Linked DNA regions of Xenopus tropicalis: region 1 is linked to region 2. A link is a contact called in public Hi-C data. All regions are on one chromosome and are shown on one strand. Each heading gives the region's core, a stretch centred on a gene start, on an enhancer-like site or on the middle of the called end of the contact. The rest is flanking DNA. Distances are from core to core; before and after follow the strand shown. Region 1 holds the start of tmcc3 (transmembrane and coiled-coil domain family 3). Region 2 overlaps tmcc3 (transmembrane and coiled-coil domain family 3).

The links. Hi-C and Micro-C count contacts between places; a contact is called where the count stands out from the background.
Region 1: a contact with region 2 is called in a Hi-C map of brain, with 2.3 times the contacts expected there. The contact joins the promoter of tmcc3 here to the enhancer-like site in region 2. A contact is called at or near these places in 2 of 5 Hi-C or Micro-C datasets (brain and gastrula embryo).

What each region holds. Positions count from the first base shown.
Region 1 is chr3:56,473,106-56,476,522 of UCB_Xtro_10.0, reverse strand. tmcc3 (transmembrane and coiled-coil domain family 3) reads left to right here and starts at 1,614. Exons shown (of 4, transcript NM_001078793.1): 1 at 1,614-1,911. The coding sequence starts at 1,834.
Region 2 is chr3:56,439,062-56,442,320 of UCB_Xtro_10.0, reverse strand. It overlaps tmcc3 (transmembrane and coiled-coil domain family 3), which reads left to right. Exons shown (of 4, transcript NM_001078793.1): 2 at 80-984. Among named protein-coding and RNA genes, the nearest start is that of cep83, 16 kb to the right of the region's middle. Within about 2 kb of position 1,545, at least 1 of the 11 cell types and tissues checked has an H3K27ac peak or open chromatin away from gene starts, as enhancers often do.

The sequences.
Region 1 (3,417 bases), core at 365-2,864, 34 kb before region 2:
GAAAATTTCTGAAGATCGCAACTTTTTCTTTGCCGTTGTGACTTAACGTATTTTGCGTGACTATTTCGTCGCCGTCGCGACTTTTTCGTATTGAACGATTGTAAATGGCGGGAAAACCTTTCCGACTTTGCATGATTTTGGAAGCTTCCCATAGGAATAAATGGCACTCTGCAGCTCCAACCTGGCCCAAGGAAAGTCTCCCATAGGGCTCAATGGCACTCTGCAGCTCCAACCTGGCCCAAGGAAAGTCTCCCATAGGGCTCAATGGCACTCTGCAGCTCCAACCCGTCCCAAGGAAAGTCTCCCATAGGGCTCAATGGCACTCTGCAGCTCCAACCCGGCCCAAGGAAAGCCTCCCATAGGGCTCAATGGCACTCTGCAGCTCTAACCCGGCCCAAGGAAAGTCTCCCATAGGGCTCAATGGCACTCTGCAGCTCCAACCTGGCCCAAGGAAAGTCTCCCATAGGGCTCAATGGCACTCTGCAGCTCCAACCCGGCCCAAGGAAAGTCTCCCATAGGGCTCAATGGCACTCTGCAGCTCCAACCTGGCCCAAGGAAAGTCTCCCATAGGGCTCAATGGCACTCTGCAGCTCCAACCTGGCCCAAGGAAAGTCACGATACCGAAGCTTGAATGAATCAGAAACTTCCGTACTCGGCGCAACAATACGATTTTTTCGCAACGGCAATGAAAAAGTAGCAGAAAATACGTACAAGATATGAAAAAGTTGTGACGGCGACAAAAAAGTCGCAAAAATTCCGATCATTACAAAAAAATGCATCCGGAGCGTTCGTGGATCTCCCCCATAGACTTACACACTGAGCATGTACACTGGTCTGGGTGTCTGTGCAGGAGTGAGGCATTATGGGAACTTTCTTTACACAGCTCAGCGTTTTTTCTACCTGTTTGGCTGAAATGACAGAATGTATATGCATTTGATGATTGAGCAATGTGAAAATGTACCCTTTGTTATGATGTTTTATTCAAATGAAAAACCTTTGATAAAAAAATAATGGCAAAACACAAAAAATGTTCCCCCCTAATGGCCATAACCAACTATGACAAGTGATGGGAGAAACCCCTAGATTTGTCCAGAAGAAACACAACCCTGCATAAGGCTTATATTTTCTGGCTTTCTGAACGCTATATAGCCTACCTGCATTGTAAGCCAACGCTTCCCATTCTTATAAATGGCGTTAATTTGATTCATTTTTCACATGTTCATTAACTCACAATAGGCAAGTAAAATAGTATTTTGCCATAGCGCTTGCTGTAAATATGTCATTCCAGAGTCAATAGATCAATTCTAACTAGTTGTTTTAGTGTTTATTAGGGCATCATTTCATCTAAGTTCCCTTGAGGCGGAAACATATGTTTGTGCAAGCGCCCGAGGGAAGGGCTGTGATCCATTATTTTCGCGCTTCTCTTTGAAGACACAACTCAATTTCCCGGAGATGAGCCTGTGAGTCTATCTGTATACACAAGGGTGTTCCCCCTCCCAGCGGCGAAAGGGTGCGCAGCGATGGTGGGCGTGTTTCCGGCAAGCCCCTCCCAAGTACACCCGGGCGTTATACACATACTTCCCACAAGCACAGCCCAAACAGAGCGGCGGGGAGGCCGGTGTGGCTGCAGTGTGTGCACTGGGCGCTGAGCCAGTGGGAGGAAAGTTGAAGGCAGGGGAGCAGCGTTCCCCTCAGTCAATATGTGCAGACTGCGTGTGGCTGGGGGTTGCTAGAGAGCCCGGGCGGCTGCGGAACCTCCACTATTTCTTTCCGCTGCTGTCGGAGCCGCGTTGTCATTATTTGCTTGGATAACAGGAGGGCAGCAGCGGGAAAATGCCAGGCAGCGACACGGGCATAGCAGTTGACAGGACCTACTCGGATCCCGAGAGGCAGCGGAGGAGCAAGATTAGGGTAAGAGTATTGAGCCGTACAGCACTGCTGTGTTGGGCTGAACACCTTTCACTGTTGTGCCCTGTATGGCTAAATGATATACCCCAGTACCGGGTGGCAGCACCCTACCGTAGCGAGTGTATGCCAGGCGCCCACTGGTTGCTGCTGGCATCTTTGTTTGGGCATAAAGTGTGCACAGAGACCTGCCATAGGCTTTCAGTGCAATCTTTTCCATGTGGCATTTATTTGTGTGTGTGTATATGCAGGTACTGTTTACGTGTTTTAGTTCAACAACACCTGAAGGGCTGGATGTCAGACATATCTGTATGCTTCCCTCATGTACAAGCCCATGCAGGTTATTCCCTGGAGCCCATCTACAGAAATGCACGCTTACCTTTCATTCCCTGGCTAAGGATAAATGCTGTTGTGGCCACATAATGCTGTACAGACTGGCTTTATTTTAAGGCAGGAAAAGGAAACCCTGTGTTATCTCATGTCAGTGCTGTGTGAATGTATCTATGCACAAACATAGCTTCAGGCAGAAAAATAAGAGTAGTTTAAGTGCAGAAGAAAGATAAAATAACACTCCTGACCCAAGAGCTTGCCTTTTATTTCTAAGTGTTCCATGAATGTATTAAGATGCTGTTTCCATAGCACTTACATCAGTTTCTTAACTAATGCTATTGGGATATTTCACATTGTCTTTCTGAAAAAGAATTTATGATCCCTGGATTTTTGATCTGTGCTGTGTGGATAAATAAATACTGGGAATAGGAATAGCTATCAATGCTGGTGTATGCTGCGTAGCTGTGCCTATTAAACAAGTATAAGGAAAATATTATAATTGCACTGGGATCCTTAATCTGCATGATATAAATGTTATTGCCTAAAATACTTAATTGATTAATGAGTGAAGTATTTTTCATTTCTCTACACATTCCACCATTCCTTCTTATAGTTGAACTAGCAGTGTTTTTTAGTAGTATATAGCAACATCTGAGCTTCATCCTTGCTTGGGAGCATGTCAGCAGGTATCATCTGTTGAATTAAGAGTGTTATCACATACCTTAAAGTGTTGGTAGACAATGTATTATTGAACCCAGATGCTAATGCTAACAGCTATGGATGTAAACCTTTTGCTAAATGTTTCCTGTTGGACAATGTGCTTTTTTTTATTTGCAGAAATGTATGCAGCTGCATGAAGCCACAGAGGCCCCCCAAGTCATCTTTTTTTATGACTGGTTGTTATTGTATGTACTGTGATCCATTGCTTTTGTTGGGAAATGCATGGGTATGTCGGTGTTAACATTTTGTCTTGCAGCTGCAGATTCCCACCTACTGTTTTGCTTGAAGTGAGCTTTTGGTGTTTATGAAACATGGGAATCTTTTCAGTTCAAATCTGATGGCTCTGGTTGTGGCTGGCTCTCCTACTTTCAGTTATAAAGAGGGCTAATAATACAGTGAAATGTATCAGTGATTATATTTGCTATCTGGGTGAACCATGCAGTTGCCGGAGAGTAACAAGCA
Region 2 (3,259 bases), core at 296-2,795:
AGTCAGATGTGAGCCCAATCTGAAGTAAAAATATGTTGTTACCTTTTGCTTTTATTCATCACAGTATTATCTCTCCTAGGTGGACAGATCTGAAATGAACACCCTCAGCTTGCCTCTCAACATAAGACGTGGAGGATCAGACACCAACCTTAACTTTGATCTACCGGATGGCATTCTAGATTTCCACAAAGTCAAACTCACTGCAGACAGCTTGAAGCAAAAAATCCTCAAAGTCACCGAACAGATAAAGATTGAACAAACTGCACGTGATGGCAATGTGGCTGAGTATTTAAAGCTGGTAAACAGTGCTGACAAGCAGCAGGCTGGACGTATCAAACAGGTATTTGAAAAAAAGAACCAGAAATCTGCTCATTCCATAGCTCAGCTGCAGAAAAAACTAGAGCAGTATCACAAAAAACTAAAGGAAATTGAGCAGAACGGGTCTGCTAGTAAAAGCTCTAAGGACATTTCTAAAGACCTCCAACATTCTTTAAAAGATGTGACGAACGGTAGCCGCCCTGCTGGCCAAGGAGAGACCAGTAAAATGGGAGTGCCTGGTGTATCACTGACACCACCAATGTTCGTGTTCAACAAGTCGAGGGAGTTTGCAAATCTGATCCGTAACAAGTTTGGAAGTGCCGATAACATTGCTCATCTAAAAAACACTCTAGATGACTTTCACCCAGAAACCAATTCCAGAAACTTGAGTGGGAGTGCAACGATAGTCACCAAGCCAAAGTATGCAAGTGACGATGAATGTTCCAGTGGGACCTCAGCTTCTGCAGACAGCAATGGTAACCAGACATTTGACACCGGAAGGACAAATGCCAGTGATAGCCATGGCAATCTCTCAGTTTTTCTGGAAGAGCTGAGAGAAATTAAAGATGCCCAGTCACAACTAGCTGAAGATATTGAGACTTTGAAAGTACATTTCAAAAGAGACTATAGTTTGATTTCCCAAACATTACAAGAAGAAAGATACAGGTAATGACTGGCTGTGCTGAAATTAAATATTCGATTTATTTTTAATATTAAATACTGTATTTGTTAATTTTTTCTAAACAGAAAGTAAATTACAAGGAAGTTGATTTTATCTATATCAGTTTTCAGACCTATGAGTTGGAGCTGCCACATCTCCTGTCTCAGATGAGACATTCTACATAAACAACAACTGTTGTAATAGATGTTGATGGACATTTAATAGGTTAAAGGAGAACTAAGAGTGAGGTCACACCAGTATATTGTCAGCCTGTGGATAAATCGCAATATGCTTAAAAAAATATTCTCATTGTGCCTGCACCCAGAAGCATTCAGTGCTTATGGGCACAGGCACAACTATACAATTTTTAAGCGTACAGGCGTGTTTTCAGCCTGCACTTATCTGCAGTCTGACCGTTCACCTCATGTTGCCTTGCCCTAAAGCTTAACTAAAAATTAGGGCAGAAATGTTGTACGTTGTGTTTTGGGGTTCTGTACCAGCCCAAGGCCACCACAGCCCTTTAGCAAGGATGATCGGTGCCTCCAAAGATGCCCCCAGTAGCTCCTCATAGGCGGAGGGGTGACACTTTTGTTTCAGGAGACTAAAGATGGGCCACACATAGGCTGACCTAAAGCTAATGTAAGACTTAGTGGATTCACTGCTGGCGTAAAAAAAAAATGAACCTTCTTAACTACCTCTTGTGGTTCCCACTGACTTCCAGGGATCTGTGCAAAAGTGTGGGTGGGAGTGCTTTTTTCACCCTAAAATGCTTAGGATCTAAAAGTATTCATCCATGCACTTCTGTAAGGGTTTTTCCATCCATTTGTGTTAGTGATCAGTTATCTTAAATGTGTTTTAGTTTTATAGAGAGAGATGGCGTGGGTACTGACATCCCAGGCACATTATATACAGTGAAATGCAGTCTATATTTACAAAACCAAAACATTGTATGCAGTGAGATGCAGTGCATACTAATGCTAGATATACAGGCCGTGCACTATAACTTTAGCACTGATACACAACATTGTTTTGTTTCCCAGCTATGCAGTCTCATCAGAGCTTCATTGTAACTAACTAGAATTGAACAAAACAATGACAAAAGTAAGAAACAAAGTAAGTGCAAAAAAACCAATAAACATATAAAAGTACAATTAGCTTTTTCAGGGGGAAAGAGTTACAGCCTGCAGATCCTTCTTATCAGTCTTACAAACTGAAGGCACTGCAGAAATTAATATCTCCCCAGCCCTACCTGTGCCATTACTGGGAAGCTACCTGCAGTGGTCCACAGTGGTTTAATCACTGCTGCTGCTTAAAGTGGGCATCAAAATAATTGGTAGGCCATAGACCTTTAACTTGGCCCATTAAGGGTTACTCCAGACCACTTAGCAGTTTGAAGGTATTTGTGGGTCACAGCTGGGCTCCGCTCCTGTGCAATGCAAATTATTTCTAGTTAATGCTGACCAGCATTTTTTTTCTATTTGCCCATCTTATATTTCCTTTACTGTTAACAGAGCATGAAGCACAGCACATTTCCATATCTTGATAGAAGTTAAAACATATGATGGTGCAAGCACTATTTTTAAGATGATGTGGGAAAGCAATTTCAGTTTGCTTCTCTATTTTGCCAGAGCAGATTACAGCCTCTTGGCAGAGAAATAGGGAGTGCAAGGGAAAACTGCTTCAGGATACAGGCAATTTTATACTGTTTATCTTTTCTCCGTTCTACACCATGCACTTTTATGCAAGAGTGACATCTGTTTTAATTGCACTGTAATGCACAGATGTAATGAGCTTATCTGCCATTTTATTTTGCCTTAAAGGACATGTAAACCCCACACACAAAAATGTAATCAGTGAACAGCCTCTTTGAAATCTTTCAATACCTGCCAATCTGGTTGTGCAGAGGTTAATAGTAAAGCTGCAACATCCCCTCAATTACTTAGATTTCTGTCTCCTCCTGTAACCCACTCTCCCCCCTCCCTCAGGAATTTGCTTTGGCTGTTTGCTTGTGGGCATGCTCAGTTTTTCTAAGCTCAGATTACTAAACACGCCCCCAGTCTAGCAGCCAGTGAAGAGATGGCATTGCTGGTTCCCCTAGAAACTCAGCTCTAGCTGTCTGCTTCAATTTTTTTCTCCCGACCAACTCTCCTGTGCTCAGCTTTACCATTACAGTGCTCAAACAAAGCAGAACTTTTATCAAAGACAGTTGTGCCTGTGTGCACCTGTATTCTTGATGAAATGTAAGCTGAATAAGGGTCTGTGTGTGTGTGTATGCTGTTT